7 separate regions of the Mus musculus genome follow, and regions 1, 2, 3, 4, 5 and 7 are each linked to region 6. A link is a contact called in public Hi-C, promoter capture Hi-C and targeted proximity ligation data. All regions are on one chromosome and are shown on one strand. The core of a region is the stretch at or near the end of the contact, and the rest is flanking DNA. Distances in the headings are between cores, read along the strand shown.

What was found. Promoter capture Hi-C pulls out the DNA fragments that hold promoters and counts their contacts. Hi-C and Micro-C count contacts between places; a contact is called where the count stands out from the background.
Region 1: a contact with region 6 is called in a targeted proximity ligation map of astrocytes, with 4 times the contacts expected there. A contact is called at or near these places in 2 of 39 promoter capture datasets (the SN4741 cell line and liver) and 2 of 130 datasets of targeted methods (astrocytes and large pre-B cells).
Region 2: a Hi-C map of B cells shows a contact between it and region 6, with 6 read pairs. A contact is called at or near these places in 1 of 484 Hi-C or Micro-C datasets (B cells) and 3 of 130 datasets of targeted methods (bone marrow-derived dendritic cells, large pre-B cells and pro-B cells).
Region 3: a contact with region 6 is called in a promoter capture Hi-C map of liver, with 2.5 times the contacts expected there. A contact is called at or near these places in 3 of 39 promoter capture datasets (hippocampal neurons, liver and pre-B cells), 2 of 130 datasets of targeted methods (large pre-B cells and thymic regulatory T cells) and 1 of 9 other capture datasets (adipose tissue).
Region 4: a targeted proximity ligation map of pro-B cells shows a contact between it and region 6, with 5 times the contacts expected there. A contact is called at or near these places in 1 of 39 promoter capture datasets (embryonic stem cells), 1 of 484 Hi-C or Micro-C datasets (pro-B cells) and 3 of 130 datasets of targeted methods (astrocytes, large pre-B cells and pro-B cells).
Region 5: a targeted proximity ligation map of pancreatic cancer cells shows a contact between it and region 6. A contact is called at or near these places in 2 of 39 promoter capture datasets (hippocampal neurons and pre-B cells), 1 of 484 Hi-C or Micro-C datasets (cerebellum) and 3 of 130 datasets of targeted methods (large pre-B cells, pancreatic cancer cells and stem cell-derived epiblast-like cells).
Region 7: a targeted proximity ligation map of pro-B cells shows a contact between it and region 6, with 5 times the contacts expected there. A contact is called at or near these places in 8 of 39 promoter capture datasets (the 3T3-L1 cell line, 3T3-L1-derived adipocytes, the SN4741 cell line and 4 more) and 3 of 130 datasets of targeted methods (astrocytes, large pre-B cells and pro-B cells).

What each region holds. Positions count from the first base shown.
Region 1 is chr19:34,473,809-34,476,995 of GRCm38.p6, forward strand. Ch25h (cholesterol 25-hydroxylase) reads right to left here and starts at 1,340. Exons shown (of 1, transcript NM_009890.2): 1 at 1-1,340. The coding sequence starts at 1,318. The coding sequence ends at 422.
Region 2 is chr19:34,597,497-34,600,744 of GRCm38.p6, forward strand. It overlaps Ifit1bl1 (interferon induced protein with tetratricpeptide repeats 1B like 1), which reads right to left and starts at 1,931. Exons shown (of 2, transcript NM_001110517.1): 1 at 1,772-1,931. The coding sequence starts at 1,803.
Region 3 is chr19:34,288,643-34,292,082 of GRCm38.p6, forward strand. It overlaps Fas (Fas (TNF receptor superfamily member 6)), which reads left to right and starts at 2,017. Exons shown (of 9, transcript NM_007987.2): 1 at 2,017-2,102. The coding sequence starts at 2,073.
Region 4 is chr19:34,549,094-34,552,771 of GRCm38.p6, forward strand. Ifit2 (interferon-induced protein with tetratricopeptide repeats 2) reads left to right here and starts at 1,601. Exons shown (of 3, transcript NM_008332.3): 1 at 1,601-1,929.
Region 5 is chr19:34,525,860-34,529,316 of GRCm38.p6, forward strand. It overlaps Lipa (lysosomal acid lipase A), which reads right to left and starts at 1,615. Exons shown (of 10, transcript NM_021460.3): 1 at 1,507-1,615.
Region 6 is chr19:32,710,405-32,713,907 of GRCm38.p6, forward strand. It overlaps Atad1 (ATPase family, AAA domain containing 1), which reads right to left and starts at 1,894. Exons shown (of 10, transcript NM_026487.3): 1 at 1,862-1,894.
Region 7 is chr19:34,253,784-34,257,268 of GRCm38.p6, forward strand. Acta2 (actin, alpha 2, smooth muscle, aorta) reads right to left here and starts at 1,590. Exons shown (of 9, transcript NM_007392.3): 1 at 1,507-1,590. Gm31355 (a long non-coding RNA gene) reads right to left here. Exons shown (of 4, transcript XR_386664.1): 4 at 2,853-3,003.

The DNA of each region.
Region 1 (3,187 bases), core at 90-2,589, 1.8 Mb after region 6:
AAATACAAATAAAACTTTTTTCAATATAAATATATCATTTCATTCAAAAGTAGAAAAAATATACTATAACCTTGGTCACTGCCCAGCAGGAACAAATTTGATTATTTAAAGAGTCAGAAATCAGGTCTTCTCTCAACATGTGAGGTTAGAGCCCAGTTCCAGTGCGATTTCATACATAGGAAAGTCTTGGTTCTAGAAACAAATCATTTCAGAGATCATAATGATTCAAATACACCACGCTGAATGTCTACCTTGTGTCCTGGAGTCAATGACACTGGGATAAGTTGAAATTTAACACCAAGACCACAATTAAATTCACATAGAAACATTATATAAATTACTTTGTCAGGCTGCAGAAACAACATTAGATTTTATAGCAGTGTGCATCACTTTAAAAGTTACAAACTTCTAATAAAGTAACTCAAGTCTGTTTCTTCTTCTGGATCAAGTGTACAGCGCATCGCTCTCTGGAGTTCACGCAGCGCTCACCGCAGGCGCAAAGGCTCTCTGGCAGGGGCGCGGACCGCAGAGTGCCCAGCATTTTGTCCCAGTGTGTGAAGTAAGGAGCAAAATTGCAGTTAAACTGAGAGTGATGCATGTCGTGGTGAGCCACGCCCCCGTACCAGCCAAAGGGCACAAGTCTGTGAGTGGACCACGGGAAGTCATAGCCCGAGTGGTCCTCCACCGACAGCCAGATGTTAATCACGTGAAAGGTAAAGATGGTGAGTGGGTGACACCGAAGCACCGCGACGTTCAGCACGTCGAAGAAGGTCAGCGAAAGCAGCTCCCAGAAGCTCATGTATTGGGTCGCCAGCGCGAAGGAGGACGAGTTCTGGTGATGCACCTTGTGGAAGGTGCGGTACAGCCAGGGCACCTTATGGTGCAGCAGGTGCCACGCGAAGATCTCGGTGTCGAAGAGCAGCAGGCAGATCAGGACGTGACTTAGGAGCTGGACGAGCTCAGGGGCCTCCTGGGGGAGGAGCGCCGGGCTGCGCACCCAGTGCAGCAGCGTCACCGGGAACACGAACACCAGGTGCTGGTAGAGTGTCAGCCCCAGGCAAGGCAGAAGCTGCTTTACGGAAGGCGAGAAGTCCGGGTGGATCTTGTAGCGTCGCAGGATGGGGACCCAGGGATACAGGACGTCCAGCACCACGAACGGTAGGCAGAAGCCCACGTAAGTGATGATAGAAAAGGTGACTGGGAAGATGGGTGAGCGCGTGAACGCCTCCCTTGTCCTTATGGTGTCCCAGAGGGGCTGCAGGAGCAGCTGGCTGGAACAGCCCAGGTCTTGGAGCTCCGAACCGTTGTAGCAGCCCATGCTGAGACTATGTCCCACAATTGTGGTCTCCCCAGCCCCGCCGACTTTTCTTAAGACTGTGGCCACTCCCCCCAGTGACGTCACCCTTCCGTCTCCTTCCCACCTCCCTTTCCCTGCTAAAGAATTTTGCTTAAATAACCCGAATTTTGTTCCTGTCTATGTCCTGGTTTATAGCTGCATCAAATCTCCCCTTCACGCAAGCAGCGGCCCTTAAAGCCCTTTCCCAGACGTAAAGAACTGTTTGCTTGCCTTTCAGCTGATGTACTAATGACACAGGAGAGAGCGATTCTGCCTTGGGACAGTTCACCCGCCATCACCGCTAAAAACTAATGAGTTCTTCGCTCTCAGAAGGCGCTGTTTCTCAACCAAAGCAGAATTCCCTGGGTTTTAAAATATCTGTTTTTGACTGTTTAAAGACTTATTCTACACCTTGGGGGACTCTGAGTGTGCGTACCTCACGCCACAGTGCTGGTACTGGGTCCGTTGCAGACAGGGATTGAGTCCTGTAGGAGAGGGAACCTGGCATCCTCCAAAAAAGAGCAGTCAGGCTCGCAGCCTTTTGGCGCGGACGACTCTCCCGCTCTGGTGCCCTTAAAGCCCGCGGTGTCAAGAGCAGAGATCAGATCCTGCAAGACAGCGGTCAAGAGGGCAGCACTGCCAGCCTTTGCTCTGGGTTGGAGAACGGAGGCTTAACACCCGTAAAGGCTCACTCGATTGGGCCAAACCGCAAAGGCCAGTGGAGAAGAAGATCTGAGCAATCTCATAGCCTCCCGGAACATGTCTCATCTCCCCTGCCATTTCCTTAGAGGTCCCTCAGGCTCCGACTTTTACCAACCCTCAGTTGTTCCCTACTCCTCAACTCCTGGATACCCTTTCAGACACTGGGACTGATCGTCCAGGGACTGAGCACAGGAGGTCAGTACTATATCCAAGGAGAGTGCCCTAGAGAGTGGAGCACAGAAATCAGCCCCGGGTAGCGGATACACGGCACAGAAGATCCCAGAGGAAAGCCAGGGGCCATTCTCCCAGGGTTTCCTTCTTGAATTTGTGTCTTTACAGCTGCTTTTCTCTGCTGGAAGCTAACATAGTCTTATACAAGCTTGTGTTTCTTGTGTTATTTTCCAAAGAAAACAGGGATTGTAGCTCTAGGAGCCTGCTGCCAGTCCCCCCTGGGGGGGGGGAGGGGGAGGGGATGGACTGTAACTTTTGCCTGCACAAGACTGTTACTTGTGATTCACACTCATCAAGAACTGGCTCCCACATTTGTCAGGAAGTACCCCATAACTGTGGCTTCACAGCTCTCTATCTAAGGCCTCAGCACATACCAAAGGAAATAAGGCACACAATCACTTTAACTTTGTATTTCACAGGTAACCACTAAGATATTTGGAATTAAATGCAAATAGTTAAGGTTTTTTTTAACATGAAGAAAAGATAAAAGGATATAAAAAACAAACACATATGGTAAAAATATGGTACAATAAATGGGTCCAACATATACCCAGGGTGTGTGTGTGTGTGTGTGTGTGTGTGTGTGTGTGTGTGTGTGTTATAATAAACAGGTTCATTTTATAGAGAGAAAACATACATACACAATAGGTAAGTTCATGATTCAGGCTCTTCCCATTTGGTAGATGTTCCAGAGTTATCACTGTTAGAGGAGGTGCACGCTCTTCATTCATTCTCTAGGGCCTCTAAACTGTAGCTGTGAACTGTATAGCAGCCTCAGAAAAAAATAAAAATAAAAACAATTTTATAAGACTCATTACAGCCATTATGGAAACCAGCGTGGGGTTGTCTCAAAATAAAACTAGCATATAGCCCAGCTATGCACTCCTGGCCATAAACTAAAGGACTCCACATCCTATT
Region 2 (3,248 bases), core at 681-3,180, 1.9 Mb after region 6:
GCTCACTCCCCCTTACTCCTGTACCCCTGGGGACCTGGATATGATTCTGTGGGTCACATATTATCTGAGGTTAAAAATATTTTCTTTTCTTTGCAGTCACCAGTATGCTCCTTCTTCTTACGCTAGGTGAAGGCATGTGTGGGAGGAGGGAGGCTGGTGACAGGGACCTTTTACTCTGAGTTTTTCCTCCTGAACCAACTGCAATACCAGGTAGGCTCAGAAAAGTTGCTAGAATTCCTTTAAGTGTATTTTCTGTAGTTTACTACACCTAACCAAACTAGGAAAGAAAAGGGTGTATGTTTTTTAGAATCCTAGCTTCACAGTCCTAAGATTCTAATTTGCAGGCTCAGTGTCTAACATTTGAAATGTAGCACTGGAAATCTCTTGTTATCCCAATTGCTGAGCATACTCCAGAGCTTCTGAGTGACCAGATCTGGGGTTCGAACCTGAGAAGGAGCGTTGCCAGTAGGTACCCAATTGATACTGACACATGAGTTTCATCAGAGCATTGCCGATTTTGTGAAAAGTAAGTTTTGCAGAGAGGATATTTTCATAATTTTACCATAAACATAGAAGACTGATCAGGGTGACTAGAGAGATGGCTCAGTAGCTAACACCATTTACTGCTCCCCCTGAGGACCCTGGTTTAGTTTCAAAAACTACATCAGGTGGATAATACCTACCTCTAACTCAGGTTCAGGGAATTTGATGCCTTTTGGCCTTTATTGAATCTGTGGGCATGTGATACACACACATGCAATCAAAAGTCACACAGAGAAGATAAAACTATATAAGATAAATTCTATAGAAAACTCTGCACTATCAATGAAAACAAACAGAAACAATACAAAAAAGATCATCTTAAAACTGGCTTCTTCTTTATTCCAGCAAGATTCAATCGATTTATCAATTCACACCCTTCCTCCTCCCCTCTCCCCACTGCTCTGAAATCAACCTTCTCTTCTCTTCCACTTGGCAGCCTCTAACCTTTTACTTGGAAAACTGCCACTGTGGTTGGAAATTGTACAGAGTGGTTGGTGCCTCCCTTGGAGAGAAAAGCACATACTTATTTAGTCCCATAAGAGCAATGTTGCCTTTCCTGTGCAAGCTGATGAAGGCAGGAAGCTTCCCTGTGCATGTATCCTCATCTTCCTCCCTGGACCACTTTCAGCCTTGCCTTAAGAGCAATGTGTCCTTTCCTGTGCTAGCTGATGGAGTCAAGCAGCTCCCCTATGCACGTATCCTCATCTTACCCCCTGGATCGCTTTCATCCATGCTTGATTTCCCACTCGGGGAAAAGCTGAGGCCATAGACTTATTCATCTAGATCTCTTTGGTTTCTTTTTTTTTTTTAACTTTCTTTTTGCATCAGTCACTTGGTTATACCACCTCAGCAATTCATGCAGGGAAAGGGAAAATCTTGATGCTCTTTATGAGCATCCAGCAAGCTACCTCTTGCATTTATGGTAGTTGGGTTGTCCTCCAACTCTAGAGAAACTCCTTGGGACATATAGGGCTCAGGACCCTCCCAGACTTAAAGAATCTCCCTTCCCCTCCTCCCACAAGGCCTAAGGTTATTATGCTATGCAGTTGTTTGCATCTTACCCAAAACCTTCCCCACTCAGCAGACTGTGAAAACCTACCAACATCAGAACCATGAACAGGATGACTCCATAGGAGGAAATATGCCTGGGAACAGGTTAGTTAAGGCTCTAAGTTTAGAGTGTTAACATATACAGAAATAAGGTGAGAAATGAAGAGAAAGCCTTTACCTCATGTTGCTGGGACTCAGAAGTTGCTCCATAGCACTTTAATCCAGGCCAAGAGATGCTTCCAAACTCAATCAAAAGTGTTCTAGGGATTCTAGGATAAGCAAGGTATTTATATAGAGAAGGTTTGCTACACCCTCAGTTCCTAACTGAAACTGGCAATGTTCCAACTTACAGAAAATGAAACCTACAGAGTGCTGTTTGCTCTTTTATAAGGAGGAAGTATGGTAGGTTGGCCTGGTGCTTGTTTGTATGTTGATGTAAATTCTGTTTCCTTAAGAGTGATTCCCCTTATCTCTTTGTACTAAGGTCAAATCTAAGTGGATCAAGGAACTTCACATAAAACCAGAGACACTGAAACTTATAGAGGAGAAAGTGGGGAAAAGCCTTGAAGATATGGGCACAGGGGAAAAATTCCTGAACAGAACAGCAATGGCTTGTGCTGTAAGATCGAGAATTGACAAATGGGACCTAATGAAACTCCAAAGTTTCTGCAAGGCAAAAGACCCCGCAATAAGACAAAAAGACCACCAACAGATTGGGAAAGGATCTTTACCTATCCTAAATCAGATAGGGAACTAATATCCAACATATATAAAGAACTCAAGAAGGTGGACTTCAGAAAATCAAATAACCCCATTAAAAACTGGGGCTCAGAACTGAACAAAGAATTCTCACCTGAGGAATACCGAATGGCAGAGAAGCACCTGAAAAAATGTTCAACATCCTTAATCATCAGGGAAATGCAAATCAAAACAACCCTGAGATTCCACCTCACACCAGTCAGAATGGCTAAGATCAAAAATTCAGGTGACAGCAGATGCTGGCATGGATGTGGAGAAAGAGGAACACTCCTCCATTGTTGGTGGGATTGCAAGCTTGAACAATCACTCTGGAAATCAGTCTGGCGGTTCCTCAGAAAATTGGACATAGTACTACTGGAGGTCCCGCAATACCTCTCCTGGGCATATATCCAGAAGATATTCCAACTGGTAAGAAGGACACATGCTCCTCTATGTTCATAGCAGCCTTATTTATAATAGCCAGAAGCTGGAAAGAACCCAGATGCCCCTCAACAGAGGAATGGATACAGAAAGTGTGGTACATCTACACAATGGAGTACTACTCAGCTATTAAAAAGAATGAATTTATGAAATTCCTAGCCAAATGGATGGACCTGGAGGGCATCATCCTGAGTGAGGTAACACATTCACAAAGGAACTCACACAATATGTACTCACTGATAAGTGGATATTAGCCCAAAACCTAGGATACCCAAGATATAAGATACAATTTCCTAAACACATGAAACTCAAGAAAAATGAAGACTGAAGTGTGGACACTATGCCCCTCCTTAGAAGTGGGAACAAAACACCCTTGGAAGGAGTTACAAAGACAAAGTTTGGAGCTGAGATGAAAGGATGGTCCATGTAGAGACTGCCATATCCAGGGATCCACCCCATAATCAGCATCCAAACGC
Region 3 (3,440 bases), core at 767-3,266, 1.6 Mb after region 6:
AGCTCTTTTCTACCTTCCATCCTATCCAGATATTCCCTTTCTGTCTTGCTCAAAAACAAACTGGCTTCTAAGGAATAATACAAAAAGAAACAGAACTAACACACCGCAATTGGATGAAACAAACAGAAGAAAAAGAAGCCCAAGAGCTGGCACACAAAACAGAGACAAGCTCATGTGCACACTCAGGGATCCCTTAAAAACACTAAATTTGAAGACATAAATGCATATGCAAAGGACCTGTTGCAGACCCATGCAGGCCTGCACATGCTGCCCCAGTCTCTGTGAGGTCATGTGAGCTTTGATCTTGTTGACTTGGAAGGCCTTGTTTTCTTGGTCTTGTCCATCCCCTCTGGGTCTCAGACTCTTCCTGCCTCCTCCTCTTGGGGTTCCCTGAGCACTGAGGGGAGGGATTTGATGGAGACATCTCATTTAGGGCTGAGTGTTCCAGTATCTTTCTCTCTCTGAATAATATTTGGCTGTGGATCTCCGTATTAGGAGTTATTTTATTATAATGTATGTGTTGTTTGTTTGTTTTTATAACATACATATTTGTTTTTTTCCCTAGGTCCCTGGGCTATCTAGTCTCAGGTTCTTGGGTAGCGTCAGGTTTATGTTCTATCTTGTGGAGTGGGGCTAAAGTCAAATCCAGTATTGATGGGTTGCTCCCACAAACTTTGTGCCACTATATGCACTAGCTCATCTCTCTAGCAGGACACCATCATAGATCAAAGGCTTTGGGGTAGAGGTGAGGTTTACCTTTCTCCTTTAGTAGCATGCAGAATATCTTCCAGTACCAAAGATGTTGGCATGTAGGGATGAAGGCTCTATGTAGGCACTTTCTTCTTGCTCTCAACTTCTCTATATTCAATGAGTTGTGTGGGTCTCAGTTTGTGGGGAGCAATCTATAGTCTTGGCAACAGGCTGCATTGTTTGGGGACTCCCATGCAACTCTTTTTGGCCAACGATTCAATTAGATGCAACCCCATCCAGGAAAGGAAAACTTCATTTGATGACAAGAGATGTTCACTTGTGGCTCTGTCTCCCCCCATTATTTGGCTATAGATCACCTTCATGTATGCTTATACTTTAGGAAGACTCTGCTAGGTTTCCATACCTCTCAAATGCCCTTTAATTTTAGCTGTCTCTCCCTGTATTCCCATTCATCGTCTTCCTTTCCCCTCCCCCACTTGATCTTCCCATCATAACTACCTATTTTATTCCTCTTCCTTAATAAGATCTTTCTGTCCCCTCCCCTAGTCCCTTACTCTATATCTAACCCCCGTGGTTCTAAAGATTCTGGCTTGGTCCCTGAGTTAACTGCTGTGTTATTTGTCATAGTCATTTACCTTCATTCTCCATTTGGGAAACGAAGCCAGGGACATTCCCCTCATCAGGATCCCAAAGCCTATTATCTCTACCTCTGCTGTGGTGATTGTCACTTCATGTATCATATATGAGCTCTGTGGAGGGACCTCCCTCATCAGAATCCTAGGGTGTGTACCTCCTCTGTGGTAATTACCATTCAGAGGCCCCAGAAGCCCCAGCAGACCTGTCACTGACAAAATATTGAAAGTGAAGGCAAAATGGTCTTTGTCTCCAGCAATCAGCCAAAGTCCAATTCAATACAGAGTTCAGAATTCCTTCCAGGGTGAGCAGCAGGCAGAAAAAAAAATCTCACTTGACCTGAGGGTGTGACTGTGGAAGCGCCCAGGATGGGGAATGCCCATTTATGCAATCAAGCCCTGCTTGGGCCCCCTCCTCCCCCGCCCCCCACCCCCACCCCGCTCAGGCCGCCTGTGCAGTGGTGAGTCAGTGGGTTTCCCCGGGAGACCAGCAGAACTTTCTCGCAACCCTTGGGGCTTTACGAAGATTGTGTTTGGTCCCTCAAAAGAAAAAAAGTGACATACACGTGTTCAAAGCGATTTCTGGGAAGACCTGAATAGGAGCGAAGCGGTTTGTGCGTGCCAGGGGGCGGGCCTAGGCAAAGTACATACCCACAGGCAGTCTAGAGCTGGTGGGTGGGGCCGCAGGCTGCCCACACAGGCCGCCCGCTGTTTTCCCTTGCTGCAGACATGCTGTGGATCTGGGCTGTCCTGCCTCTGGTAAGCTTTGGGACGCCTGGGATGTGGGACGCTGCATACTGGGGACCACCACATGAGATTCCAGATGTGGCTGGCATTGGGTGCCACCGGTCCAGATGTTTAGAAACGCAGGGGAGCTGCTTTCGCTCTTGGCTAAGTGCTCAGGGCTGAAGCCCAAGTCCAGCGTTTTTCTGGAAAAAGTTTGGGTCGGGGCGGGGGGCGGGGGCGACGGTCAGAGCTTGGTGCTGGCCAGCTCTTGGATCGATCGCTTTAGTATGGCTGGAGAGGGACTCTGGCTTATAGACTTGCCCAGACACTTTTCTAGTGCCACTTTAGGGCACTAGAAAAGTTCGCTCCGAGGCTCCCTGGCATTTGACACTTCTGACAGTTCGCTCAACCGGGAAGTGAGTTACTCTGGGCTGTATTTACAAGCCAAGCATTAGATCATAAAATTTCTCAAAGTAACTTTGTCTGCGAAGATTTGTTTACTCTCCTGTAACAACACGGGAAACAAAAAAAACCTTCCCTTCCGGGAATTGAGCTGTCAAATTGTGGATGGCTGAACTGGTGGATATTTTTATATTGTTTGTACTGTTTCTTCTGTTACCCTCTTTCTGCTGGCACTCTCACAGCAGATTTGTCCCAGTAACCCTAGGGCTCTGAGTCCCAGCTCCTCCTTGTCTGCTGCAGGCACAGAAGTAAGAACTCTCCAGCATTCGGTCTCTTCAGAAATGCCTGTTAATAAATGCCAGTCCGAGGGATTCGACCCTCCGAGGTTCAATCCAGTTCTGAATTTAGAAAGATTGCTTTATCAGGTCCCTAAAAATTTGCCGGGCACAAGGATCTCAAATCGGTTTTCACAGCAGTGGTAGAAGGGAGGAAGACAACCTCTCCTTACTTTTACAAGGTTAAAAGAGGTTCCGAGAGCTTAAGCATTTAACAGAGGTCACACAGCTAGCAAATGACAGTGCCGGGCTTCAGTTGAGATCTAACTCCAAGGGGCATGTACATACACACACACACACACACACACACACACACACACACACTACTGCCCCATGGTATGGTTAAGAGAAAGGTTTTTATTGTGGATATAAAAGAGAAAATGGCCAGAGGCATCTGGAAGAGCCCAGAACATAGAGAGAAAGAAGTAAACTGAACATGGCCAGCAGACTCGACCAGGGCTATCTGAGAGAGAGAGAGAGAGAGAGAGAGAGAGAGAGAGAGAGAGAGAGAGAGAGAGAGAGAGATGGAGCAGAGGCTAGAGAATAGAGAAAACCGAGCGAGAGAAGCAGGCGCCGAGGTGAGAGAACAGAGTGAGAAGAGCAGAGCAGGTTTTTAGGTTAAATGAGTCGCTAG
Region 4 (3,678 bases), core at 351-2,850, 1.8 Mb after region 6:
TGGTCCTTCGAGTCAACGCTGCGCTCTTTGAGAAGGTTCTCCAAAGCCCGCACAAATTTCATACCAACAGGAGGAATCCCTTCTGTTCAAATTGATTGATGATCTCTCCCACAAGCTCCCGCTGGAGCCCACCAGGCCTGATGGTAATGAAGGTACACTCACCGTTGGTCATGTGTGCTGTGGTCTGGGAGGGACTGAATGTTGTGAAGACAGTCTCGGTGATGCTAACAGAGACCAACCCCACTCACTCTAAGCCTGTGACCATCCGAGGAGACTTTTGCATCCAAGTTGGTAAGAATGGTTCTGTAGAGAGCCCAGCTTGTGGTTTCAGCCCAAGGAGCTGGTGGACTTCAAGAGTTGTGCACAGGACTGGATCTATGAGTGACAGGAAGGCCCCTGCTTTGCCACCTTCTGACCCCTGTTCCCACAGGCAGGGGACCAGCAACTCTAGATATTTCTGGATCTTCCTTTGGCCTTTAGGGATCCTCTGGGAGCTGTGACTCCCTGTGTAGTGTTAAGTACCACTATTAGATTAAAATGTCTCATCGCCTGTGAAGAGAAGGAGGAGGAGAGGGAGGGGGAGGGGGAGGGGGAGGGGGGGGGACTCAATTTAGAAGAGAAACTAAATTGACAAGACCGAAGTGTTTAACCACCAGGCAACAGGGAGGGGTATGATGGATCCTTAGAATGACAGTTCACTGCTAAAACTCTTCCTTTCCCCATCCCCTATCTCCTTTCAGTCCTAGGGACAGAAGCCAGTGTCATGGGCAAGAGCTCTGTCACTGAGCTACATCCTAGCCTTGGAACCTCACTTTCTTTTAAAGGACTTTGAATGTCATTATCTTTCATTCTATCCATCTATCTGGATCTATATCTATCTATCTATCTATCTATCTATCATCCATCCATCCATTTATCAAGGGTGCCACACGGAGGTCAGAGGACCACTTGCAGGAGTCGATTTTTACTTTCCCTGGGATTAAAATCCCATCCCAGCTCAGATCCTAGGGCTTAAAGTCAAGTGATATAAGCCCCTGAAGTCATCTCCCCTAAGCCAGTTGAGTCTCAATTTCAATTTAAATCCAGGAATTCAATTCAGGATCATGTCCCTCACTAAGATGGACTATTAGGAAACTGGAAATGAGTGAACCATCCTCTAAGAATCAACTAGGTATTATCTCTGCTGTCCAGAATATTACAGTCTGCGAATTAATCCGCTTCAGTTAGCAACATCAGTAAACATTAAAAATAGGAAAGGACAGAAAAGGATCCTGTCTGGTCTTGCATTGTGCAAGGAGAATTCTATGCTAGAGCTGGGCTGGAGCACCAAGACCCAGAGGCTGGAAAATTCATGGGAGCTTCCTGGAAGAATGGATAAAACCGTCTCTCTCCCAATTCCGGAAGTATTTCTGCTGCAAACTCTCAAATTTAGCATCTAGGGATAATAAAGCTAAAAGCGGCGGAGAAGGGCACCCTCTGGCGACAATAGCAGGACACAGTGGGAGGAAGCAGCGCTAAGATGGAGTACCACCCCAAAACAAAGCTCCCTGGGAGCTGTAGTCGAGCCAGGTTGCCTGGGTGAGTGCAGTTTCCCGCCCTTAGTGATGTGGGGACCCAGCGAGATGGAGCTCACTTTAGGAAACAGCGGGGAGTCCCCCAAAGGACTAAGGTATTCCAGCCACACCCGACTAACGCTGCAAATATGTAGGAAAGAGAGTGAAGCAAGATATTTTTAATGAGTAGCCCTGTCTAGTAGTAGATCCCTCAAAGCACCAAGTGTGGGTAGGGGTTACATCCGGCACCCGGCAGTCAGGAGTCATTGGCCACGCACCCTTCGCCAGCGTCCATTCTGCCGAAAAGCAAGTTCTGGCCTTCTGCAGTTAATGCTTTTTTACCCATCAGCAAGATGCACCAAGATGAGACTTAGAGGTAGGTGGTCGTCGCTCTTAAATGTGGGTGGACGCAACTTTTGTTTTCCTGGGCTGTCCACTAGGGGCGCGTGGTGGACTCTGGGTCCTAAGCTATATATCTAGTCACTCTTTTATCCAGAACCCACCCTCAGCTCACTCAAAGGCTTTCAAAAACAGCTTTTTTTTTTTTTTACTTCCGGTTGTTTATTTGAGAAGGAATGCACCAGAAATTACAGAAACCTTTTTAATGTCCCACAACCTCTCAACTCTGTAAGTCTATTAACATGTTATTGTGTAATGGTCTCTCCCCCTCCCCAACCTCCCTGTGTTCCTCAGGTTTGGTGTTTTAAAATGACAGCTGATGTAGGAATTCCTCTCTGTGGAGATAGAGTGGACACAATGAATTTCTTTCTTCCCCCCCCTCCCCCTCCCTCGCCCTCTCCCTGCCCCCCTTCTCTCTCTCTCTCTCTCTCTCTCTCTCTCTCTCTCTCTCTCTTCTTTCTTTCTTTCTTTCTTTCTTTCTTTCTTTCTTTCTTCCTTCCTTCCTTCCTTCCTTCCTTCCTTCCTTCCTTCTTTCTTTCTTTCTTTCTTTCTTTCTTTCTTTCTTTCTTTCTTTCTTCTTTCTAAAATATTTTCTGGATTTAAATGTTGGTAAAGGAAGAAGAGAGGTAAACGTTAGAAGTAGGGACTGGGAATCTCAAATTAGGGTGCAGTTCAGAGATGAAGAAGGCACAATGAGGTATTTGTGTCCTCATGAGGAAAGTATTTGGGAGTGCTGAAAGCAAGCAGTGTAAATAGCATCAGGACAGCAACTGCTCAGGAGGCCATGCGCCTGAATCACACTTATACTTCAGTAAAATGTTAACAAAGACTCCGAGACAACAGAAGGAAAAATTAGAACACGTTGGCACCCTGAGAAGTGTGCTATTCAAAAGAGTAAGGCAGTGGCTGAAAAGACCATGCAGGAGGAGATAGGACCATCAAGATACTCTGAGCATGAAAAATACACAGGGTCATAGAACAAGGGTTAACAAACTGCCACCCGGAGGCCAGCTTGCTATTTGCTTCTATAAATGAAGTTTTATTGGATCAGGTGCTCTCTTACGCTGCAACAGCAGACTGGACTAGTTGCTCACAAAGCCAGAGAAAATATTTATTATTTGGCCCTTAACAGGGTCCAGAACATCATGATGGCCATGGTTCAAATTCCTGGGATGCTTGAAACATGAGGGCTAGTAACTACTCGTGACTGCTAAAGCAGGGACACACATGGTTGTTTGCTTTGCCGCTGTTTAAAAGAGTTCAGTAGTTTTCCTTTGAGATGTACTTTAATTTAACAATGAAAACGGTTCTAAAGTAAAGGGCTGTCTCTGGTCTTGCATTCTTCTAGAAGAATATCTGTATACTTGCTGCTGTCAGTTGCTTGTGCTAGAGAACATGGTAAACTCAGTTTTTAATGCTCAGAAGAAAATGATAAATATATGAGGATATCACCATTGTCAATCATCTGGGGATAGCTAGAGGAGACAAATGACCTTGATGGAGAGGTGCAATGACAGACTTTGTCTATGGCACTCGAGGGAACTTTGTGTGCTTCTACAAAGGGAGATGTTTACATCTCTACCCTGCTCAATTCTGAAAAAGGAACACACCAATCAAAGACAGCCTTCTGTACCTGATGTCTGAAAAGCGCAAGATGCATTTTTATAGTATCATGATTCTGATATGAAGGGTATTTATTTACTTGTTTTGAAAAATGCTTTTGACT
Region 5 (3,457 bases), core at 365-2,864, 1.8 Mb after region 6:
GGACTCTTCAGGGTGGTATGTTTGCTCCGACTTCTGAATAGATTAATTCCCTGGTATTTGTACATGTCAAAATTTAGAAATTCCTACAATGTGTCCTGCTGGTCAGTGTTGATTTCTCAATACTGTTGTTTGAAAATAATAAATAAATAAATAAATAAATAAAGACTCTCTTAAACCAAGCATTCCACATTTCATAGGAAATTGGCTCTCAGAAAATTGCAGTTTCTCCTGAAGTTATTTTTTCCAGCATTCCAGACAGAAGAGAATAATCTCTGGAGTTTGTCCTGGCCACACATGCTTTTAATTGCCAGCATAGTCTTATGTAGCACAGTCTAAGGCTACCTTTCTAACTTCAGGTCACTGTCCCAGAGGTCCTTCAATACTAGAGAACATAAAAGCAGTCTGAAAAGCAAGGGGGGGTGGGGGCGGTAGATCGATAAATAAAGGTTCCCAAGGCAACTTAAAATAAGCACTTTTCTTTTTGGTGGAAGCCGTTTTTACAGAACCTGATACAGTCTGGGAAGGGCATTCACACCGTGAGGTGATTGGGGAAGCTACTCACATGGAAAGTCACCCATTAGACTTCCTTCCAACACAGCACCGTTACTCAACGAACTTGACAAATAATTCTCACAGAAGGGGTTGTCTGATAAGGCTCTGAGCTGGGTTTAGTGCGCTAGTCTAGGTGTTTAGAACATCTTTACCACAGTACTTATGGCTTTGCAACAATCCAATTCATTATTTGTCTGCCTTCCTTTCAACTGGAGAACGGAAGTGGGGGTGGGCAGAGCTGAAGTCTGATTTAACTTTGAACCTTCAAGACTCTGACAAGTCCTGCATAAATAGTACAAATGTTGCTTTTAAAAAATGGGCAGGAACAGCTCCGCAGTTCAGAGACAGACGAAAATAAAGGTCCGGGGTAGTTTTTCAATAATTCCTAAGCTATTGGCAATGCCCAGATGTTGCAGTGCCTCCTACAGTCTGACGCTTCTCTACCAACTCAACAGTACTAACTAAGCTCATTTTCCAAGATAATGTAAACACGCCAGTCAAATACTGGAAGCAAAGGACTAGCTGATTATTCAGCAGTATCGCCGGGGTTTTTAACCAGGACCCACTCCCAAGGTTGCTGCTGGCCATGCAGTCGTGTAAGAGCTAAGAGTAAGGTCGTGGGAGAGCTAACGGGAAGAAAGGATGAAGAGGACTGAGAATCAGGCATTCTGCCTGTCCAGCAGTCCAAGAAATCTGGGCAGGGTTCCTAATCGTCGATCGCGCCTGCCCAGGAAGCGGGAGGGCGCCCAGGGAAGGACAGTCCACTTCTTGTTGATACCCACATAATCGCCGCCCCCCAAACCACCTTCAGGTACCCGACACAGAGCGTGCCCCGGGAGCAGAGCAATTGGAGGCCAGAGACCCTGGTGGGGCCTCCTCTCCCAGCCCTGGCGATCCACAGGACACCAGCTCCCGAGCCCGCTGCACGAAGCCAGCCCCAAAGCAGTCACTCACCGGGAGTGGTCCTCCAACCTCAGCCTCCAGAAGCAGTGCCCACTACAAGCAGGCGAGCTTGGCCAACCTGGTGCCTACACCTACTTGGTGGGAGGGCGGAGCCGTCACCCTGCCCAGGACTTTCACACAGCCAATCAGGGCAGTCCACCACCGGGAAGTGCCCTGGTGACTCCACCCCTCCTGGCCATCGGCCTAGCCCTGGGGAAGCGGACTCAGAGGAGCATGCGCCTTCTGTTCGCCCAAAAGATTCAGCCCAGCCCAGGCCTGCTCTAAGCCCAGCCAGAGCTTCCTCCTGCTTCAAAGCTGGTGGGCATCCTGTATACCTAGCACTTAGCAGAGCATTATAAACTTTTTCCTCTCATGACCTCCTTTTACTTCAGAAATTCTCATTCAAACTCCACTAGCTAGGTATACAAATCAAGCATTTTTTAACAATAAATTATAAAGAAATTCATTTTAAAACAATTATTTTAGTATTACATATATACATACACATATATGTATATATATATGTATATATATATGTATATTTACCATTTTCTGCAAACAAAAACAAATTGGTGTATTAGTGAGACAGATGTGCTTACTTTTACAAAATACTGCTGCACATTCAGCAACATAAAACGGTTCTCAGAATTGGTTCCTACTTTGTTGTTGGAGGTGTAGCCGATGAGACCAGTACAGCCCATAAATACATAGCACAGAATGTCTGAAGTATTTTTAGAGACATTGCAAAAATTGCTCAAGTTTTGTCCTATCTCAAGTCAAACTTCAGTTTATGACTTTTTATGAAACTCGGTCAAGGAAACCAAACAATAACTTTTAAAAATCAAACATTGTAACACAATGGAATCCAAAGGAATGCTACTTTTATACTTACATGCTGAGGAAAGACAGTGGGAAAAATATTAAAAGCCTTGGCTTTCTATAACTTAACTGTTATCTTTCTATAACAGCAGAAAACTTTTTACATGCAGTACAAACACTGCACCTCGTAACCATCATTAATGTGAACAAGGCTATCTCAGGCAGGCAGTCTGTGGTACTTGCTGCCACACAGGGGACAAGTGCACACGTTGCATGTACAGAACCTAGACAGCAGTGATGTGCATCACACAGGCAAATATGGCCTGAAACACGTCACAGTCTGATATGTTTGATTTTGAATCCACTTTTGGTAATTACACATCCAGGCACCTTTTAGGGTTACCAACATTTTTTGTGACACCCCCATGTGAGGTTGTAACCTATAGTTTAGAGGGCTAGGCCGTAAAACACATGAACTTTATAAATAAAAACAAATGAGCACCCTGAAGTGCCAGGGATGACTGTGGCTAGCAAAGCCCAGCCACAATCTGCGCATCCTCCACATTGTGATGCTAAGTCCTCTCCATAGGCTCTCAATCCAAGACCTCTGCATCTCCATTTCACACAGATAGAATCTGAGTTTAGAAAGGTTGTTTTGCCTTAAGGCACTGAGGTAGAACTCACCCAAAATGCAATCCAGGTAAAACTACATTCACATCATATTCTGTGAAAATGAGCAAATAGACCATACTGCCAAGAAATTCCTCCACCCAGATGAGGAAAATCATACCCAGCCACTTCTGGCTTTAGACCATTGTAATATATAATGTCATGTGAGTAACTCAGATGCTATAAGAGAAAGCTGCTGGCTGGTGGTGTGATAGTGGCGAATATACTTAAGTTACACCTTTTTGGGGGGGGGTCCTGGGGACAGACATCAAGGCTTCACATATGCTAAGTGTCATAATTAGCTTCAGTTGTAAATTTGGCATATCTCTGAAAATGAAACCTCAACTGAGAAAATGCAACCACTTATTGGCCTGAGGAAAAAAGTTTTAATTCCTAATTGATGGAGGAGAGACTAGCCCACTGTGAGCAGCACCCTAGGCAGGTGGACCTGGCATATATAAAAATATTAACTGAA
Region 6 (3,503 bases), core at 644-3,143:
CAAGATAATTCTAAAGTACATAAAACATCTCTGCCTCCAAAAACCAAGAGTTTAAATCAGCATGTTGAAATTGCCATCTACAGGGCAGTCACTGAATTACAAGATAAATCAGGGCTATAGGCTATTCCTAAAGCATATTTCCTTAACGTCATGAAGACACTAACAGATTTTGTTTTTGTTTATGGAGAAAAGGTTTCTCCACGTAGTCCTAGATGTCCTGGAACTCACTCTGTAGACACAGCTATCCTCAAACTCAGAGATCCACCTGCCCCTGCCTCCCAAGTGCTGGGATTAAAGCTGTATATCACCATACCTGATGACAGTAATAATTTTTTACTCCTATCAAAACACCACCAGGGCTGGAGAGATGGCTCAGCGGTTAAGAACACTAACTCCTCTTCCAGAGGTCCTGAGTTCAAATCTGAGCATCCACAAGGTGGCTCACAATCATCTGTAATTAGACCTGATGTCCTCTTCTGGTGTGTCTAAAGATAGCTACAGTGTACTTAAATATAATAAATCTTTAAAAAAAAAAAACACCACCAACAGACAAATCTCTTGCTTACATATCTTCCCATTCCAATATTAACATTGACTCTAGGCAGATTTAAGACTACTCTGGGTCTAGGCAGAGGTTGATGGTGGTAGCAGCAGCTAAATTTGAGTGAAGAGGTAGCCCACAGAATGGGAGGATATCTTTGTCAACTGACTGACTGAGGATTAATATCCAGAATATATAAAGAACTCCAAAAACTGTGGCTGACACCTTTAATCTTGGCACCTGGGACGTAGAGGCAAGCAGATCTCCAAATTGGAGACCAGCCTGGTCTTCAGAGTTCCAGGACAGCCAGGGCTACGCAGAGAAGACTTATCTCAAAAAACAAAAAAACAAAACCAAAAACAAAACAAAAAAAAAAAAGACCACTGCTCATCATATCCAAAAGTGACTTCGAAATCCTGAAATGAAACGGAAACGTTCTGCTGTGTGGACAGTGAATGGAAATATTTTATACAGTCTCCACAGATGAGGTACATACCCATCTATCATTCATAAAGCACTGATATATCTGCAAATTGGCTGCAAATGTGGAGAATGTATTTCAATTTTGCATAGACGCTAATTTTAACAAAATATACACATTGCTGTATATCACTAAGAAACACCACTAGACCGGTGTTAATTCAGAATTATCTTTAAACGCATATCATTTTAAATCTTTTCCTGTTTAGCTCTGGTTTCAGTGTGGATACCCTATCTCTGAGCAACTACTAACGTTTTTACTGCAGTATTCCCTAAGTCACTGCAGTGTGCTCCAAATGGTCTCTCAACTCAAAGTCCCAGCAATTCTGTGCCTATCAAGGCCCTACAGTCGCAGACTGTGACAATGAATTCCTGCCAGGCTTCGCGGAGAGGGCAGGTCATTATTAACATCAGCATGTTCTGGGAAAGCATGGCCAGCACTGAAGAAACACCTCCGCCTTTGCACAAAGAGGGAGGAGGAGAGGGGCCGGCACGAGCGGACCGGCTCCTTCCAGCCGCCTTCTTACAAGCCTAGCCCTGAGGTCGCCCTGAGCGCCCCCGATCCTCCAATGACCAGGCCGCCTACAAGAGATGTCCTTGCGGGCAGCCGGAGTCTCCCGCCAGCGCTGAGACCTGAGGGCTCGCGCCCGGCCGGGCGCCAAGGCGAGGCCCCGGACGCCCTTGGAGGTTAATCCGCTGGATCCGGGGCGGCGCTCAAGTGTGACCGACGCGGAGGCAGGTGACTACCGGGCTGGTCTCCCCAGGTGAGCGCCAGGCCCTGGGGGACCGGGAGGGATGGGGGACGCACCTGGCCCGGCCCCGCGGGAACCCGCTACTCACCCAGAGGCAGGACCAGAGACGATGGGAGAGCCGTAGCCCGGCCTCGCACAGGAAAGAAACGCGGCCGGGGAGAGAACGCTTCCGGGGGCTGGAGCCCCGCCCCCCACCGCACGGAGCATGCGCGATCCCTGCCGAGCCGGTGGCGTGCCAGCCAAGGCATGGCGACGCAGTGCGGGGCGAGCTACTTTCCCCAACCTACACCTTAGTACCCGCTGGGCCGATAACATTCAGAAAGGTAGATAGGATGAACAGGGTGCTCCCCAAAGGGCTCTGAGTTCAACTTGAGAGACTCAGAAACTGAATTGGGAAAGACGCTTGACACATGAAATCCCTTGCTACTCTGGAGCTGTACGCAACCCTGACAGAGGAGCCTTTTACAGAAGGCAAAGAAATGCTTCCCTGGTTTGATAAACTTCCACCACCACCACCACCCCCCATCCCCGCAGCAAGTCCTCATGATGCTGCTCAGACGCGCATGGCCTCACCATCTGCCTTTCGGTTTCTAGGGTGAGCTCACCCTCCTCCCCCATCTCTGTACTGATGACACCTGGAGGCGGCGCCTGAGAATCCACTGAACGCTTGAGCAGCCAGGCAGACCAGGGAGGTCTGGCAGTTGGGTCAGAATAGGGCATCTGGTGACAGGTTTTGCATATTGATGACTTTTTTTTTTAACCCCTTCCTCTTGCGAAGTGAGGGACGTGACACCAAGATTCCAAGGAACCGTATCTGAAAGCCAGCCCCTTCTGAATGTATATACACTACTAAGGAACAAGAATAAGTAGACACACTGCCCATAAACAAAAGGAGCATCATCACTTCAAATAAAGGCAGTGGGACTATGAAGGAATAAGACAGACTTCTTAAGACCTTTTTATATTCCTGGAGGAGGCAGTTTGTTTCGCTCTGTTTTCAGGATTATCTTTTAAGGCTAAAGAATTCTACAGCCAAGCTGGGATTGGTGTCACATGCCTGTTTTCCTAGCATTTGGGGTGGCTATGCAAGGAGGATTGCTTTATACCCTGGACCACATAAGTAACACACTGCTTCCTCCCTCTGCTGACAGTTATATTAGTAAATGATGTTGTTAATAGCTGTGGAGAGACACAGCCCAGAAGTGCTGCCAGAGCCTGGAAAGTTCCTTGTTAAAGGACTTTACTGGAGTTCGATAGAAGAACACAATAGATGGAATGAATCAATATTAAAAAGAGTTTGGTTTTTTTGTTTTAATTTTAGACTGGTTTACCCAGCACAGTCTTGAATGGTCCAACAATGGCTGTCCTGGTAGCTTCGCAGTGCTGGAGGTAACATGCCTCAGCAGTCCAACAAGACCACAAGGCTTTAAGGATTCCTGGAGAGCCACGACTAGTCTTTAGTCTGTGGAAGAACCTGGATTCTGATCTCAGTGGATGAGGCCAGAGGCAGCAACATCAACAATGGCAGAAACACTAGGTAACTCACCAGCACGTGACAAAGCAAGCAAACTGAATACAAATCCCTGGGATTCCCTTATGTGTAGGCCAATATCTGGGCTGCCCAAGTTTAGAATGAGCCTATCAGTTAGCCTAGTCAAGAGAATCCCTCACAAGTATTCCTAGTAGCTTCTAGACCTTGTCAGTTCTGTTCGTTGACAGTACCACCATCA
Region 7 (3,485 bases), core at 340-2,839, 1.5 Mb after region 6:
ACTTAGCTTCCTTTCCAGTGGATGATAAGGACTCAGAAGAAAGTTTCAAACCACAAGGAGGCACAGAAGCCAGGTGACTGGCAGAGGCAGAAACCACCAAAGGACCAGCAGAGAGTCTGTGTGTCCACTAAGCCTGTTTTCCATACTTAGCACCAGGGCTGCAAATGGGATAAGCCACTTGGAATTAGGATACCCTCTGAAAATGGGGAAGGATAACCCACATAAACTTTTTGTTGGGCAGGATGGCTTAAGGTTGTGCCTTAGTATATTCAGAAAAATAAGCTACCTGGTTTTTAAAAAAATGCAGGAAAAAATACTGTCAAATTCCGTAAAGATGTATTTCTATTTCATCAAAAATATCCAGGAAAAAATTGTCTTATTAAGCTCTGAAAGGAGCGTTGTCACTGGAGAAGAAGTCTGTGTGTTTCCAGAGGACGCAGCCGCTGTGGTTTGCAACTCTTATCTAACCTGAATGAGCAGCTCGGTTTGAAGCGGGGAGCATTTCCTAATTAGGTAAAACACACTGGGCTCCAGCCTCTGCTTTTGGAACTGCACCGGGGCGGGGAGTTTGGTGCAGCCCAGTGGAGCTCATCTGGTGCCAAAAATGAATTGTTGGGGGGAGGGGGGAGGGGAGGAAAGGACAGTACCCTTCCCAGCTTATGAGTCTCAAATGCAAACCATATTTAGTCATGAATCACAAAACAGGAGGAAAATCTTATCGAGAAAACTCCATTCCCTGATGAAGCTACCGAGCCCTGAGTTACAATGTGGGGTGGCAAGGCTGGTTCCACAGATACTTAAGCGGCTGAGGGACACGTGAGGCAGAGAAATGCAAATCAGATCTCCCCTGGATGAGACACTTCCTCCTTTCTTTGCAGAAAGTAGAAAAGCTATGCTATGCTGCAAATGACCAATGGCATAGGTCTGACTTGTAAGGGCACCAACACACTCACAAGATACACATTTCCAGCATAGGACACCAGCTCTTAGAGCCCCGGAAACCCAGAAGCAATGCGTCCACTCAGCCAACATCAGAGAGCAGGCAACTACCTCAGTTCATTCCTGATATTCACTTCCAGTTACCTCAGCTGCACTAAATACCTCATGCTACATCATGATACATCCAAAAGTTTCCAACTTTTGCCTAAGTAGAAACAAACGTATAATTTACCACATACAGCTAGACTCCACCCCTACAGTACGCTGCGGGATCAGAGCAGTTGGTTTAGTGTAAACAGGTTTTGCAGATGACACACATGAACAAACTTTAATTTTCTATCCATTTCCTTTTCCAGTAAATCAAGCGTTGTTTCCAGTAAATCAGCCCTATTCGGATGTAAAATCATGCAAGCTAAAAAGCTACAATCATTTTAACAGTATAAATCTTTATTCAAAAATTCAAAACACGTGAGTCATTCAGATTCCCACAGACAATGTCTGGCTACATTGGATGATAAAAGAGCCTGGGAAAACTCGAAGTCATATCCCTGGGCTGGGGCTACTTACCCTGACAGCGACTGGCTGGGCTTCTCCACTCTGGGTGGGTGGTGTCCCGGGAGGCTGAACGCTGAAGGGTTATATAGCCCCTTGCTCTGATCCCCTCCCACTCGCTTCCCAAACAAGGAGCAAAGACGGGCTGAAGCTGGCCGTTCACTCTAACACAACCATATAGGGACCTCAGCACAAAACTCTCTAATCTGGGTGGCCAGAGGCCTGGGTCTCTTCCACTGCATTCCTCTGTTCTGCTCCCGAAACAGGAGGCAGCTCAGCTGCTTATGGGGATAAACATCCTAAGCCCTCAGAACAACTGCTCAAATGCCCAGACACTGGGCTAGTGTCATGGGACAGACGCAGGCACGGTTTGCACATTCCTCAGAAGATGCCAGCCCCTGTCTGGCTAGTCTTTTGGGCCATTAGCTGAGGACTTGGATAAGGAAGGGCCTGTCTCTGACTAGCTGCGATTTTTAAGCAACACTGTTGCAAAAGGTAGCCTAGATCAAAAGATGCTTCGAGTCACCCATAAATATGCAGAGGAGTCATGTTTTTATGGAAGCTACATTGTACTTATACATTGTGTCTTTGTGTTGTAGTAATGAAACCAGGAACTGAAGTATGTAGTGAGGATTAACCAGCCTGTGTTGCCCAAAGAGTAACTTAGAAGTCAGAATCACTGTAACTGCTTTAACCCTTAACATTCCGCATGTTGCTGGCTTTTTACTGACCCTTAACAGCATGATTAAGGACCATCCTTTGCCCACAGAGATCACCAGTCACCCTGTCATAAAAAAATAAAAAAAAAAAACTTTGTAAAAGAAATTTGAAATGTTGAAATGAAGCCTGCTCACTCTCCTCCATGACTATGAGCCCACTGGACAGAAACAGAGATCAAGTGACCTCAAGTGACCCTATCATTCTTCAAAGGCATCAGATCGTTGGCTTTGATGGACAGTCAGTGACTTTACATTTCTGTACTTTCCTCCTGCAAGCCAAGGTTCTGATTCCATTCACGATAGAGATATTTTGGATGGATTCTGGGAGTGCTTCTGAACTGTGCACATGTTAGGGAAACCCCAGGGTGAATGGCAGCAGCTGTCCACTCACGCTCCCACGGCTCATGCACTTGTTTTATGGTGTCCACCTGAGCGCATGCATAGTTTTCTTTGAGAAATTACACTGGTGACTCTTAGGAGAATCTAATAGTTGCTAAACAATGATGTGGTTTCTTTGTGTTGCTCAAGAGTTTTCTACTCTGTATCTGGTTTCTATCGACTAAGAAATACATTGTCTGCTCAAATACAGAGATCGCATAGTATAAGACAGAGTAGGACATTTATGATTAATCCAATGGGTCCTTATCATAGGCATCGTGTAAAGCAAAATTCCATGTTTTGCTTTGGTTTTGGTTTTGGTTTTTACTTTAGTCCCAGGCACGGATCTCTGTGTTGATGTCTTGCTTCAGGAGTGTTAGAGTGTTGTCTTGGTCACTTCACGAGCTGGCAATTCCTTTAAAAGACAAGAAAAGAGCTTTGATAATATTATAACTTTTTTTGTTTATAGTGGTTGTCTTTTTCAGTAATCAGAATATTAATACATGAATAAGGTTTAAGTTTTCTTGTTTTGTTTTTGTTTTTTAAGAATTAGAAAAAGCAATTTGAAGTTACCAAGGAGGATTTGCTCATTTTTTTTCTAAGCAAGTAATTAATGGTCTTGCTGTATGAGTTTGAGATTTTATATCCAACTCACGTCTCTTCCGTGAGAGAAAGCCCCATTGGATAAGTGTGTACAAATATACAAGCAGAGTTCCATCCAGTGCTTAGATAACTCCCAGAGTTGGCAGCCATGAATGCAAGGAGTTATGGACTGATTAGAGGGAGCACATCTGGTCATTTGGTTGCAGTTCAGGGAAACTATAAAATAAATCCAAGCTATAAGCACTCATTCAAGAGTCATCTCCAGTTGCATTGCTCCAAGATATCACAGAATGT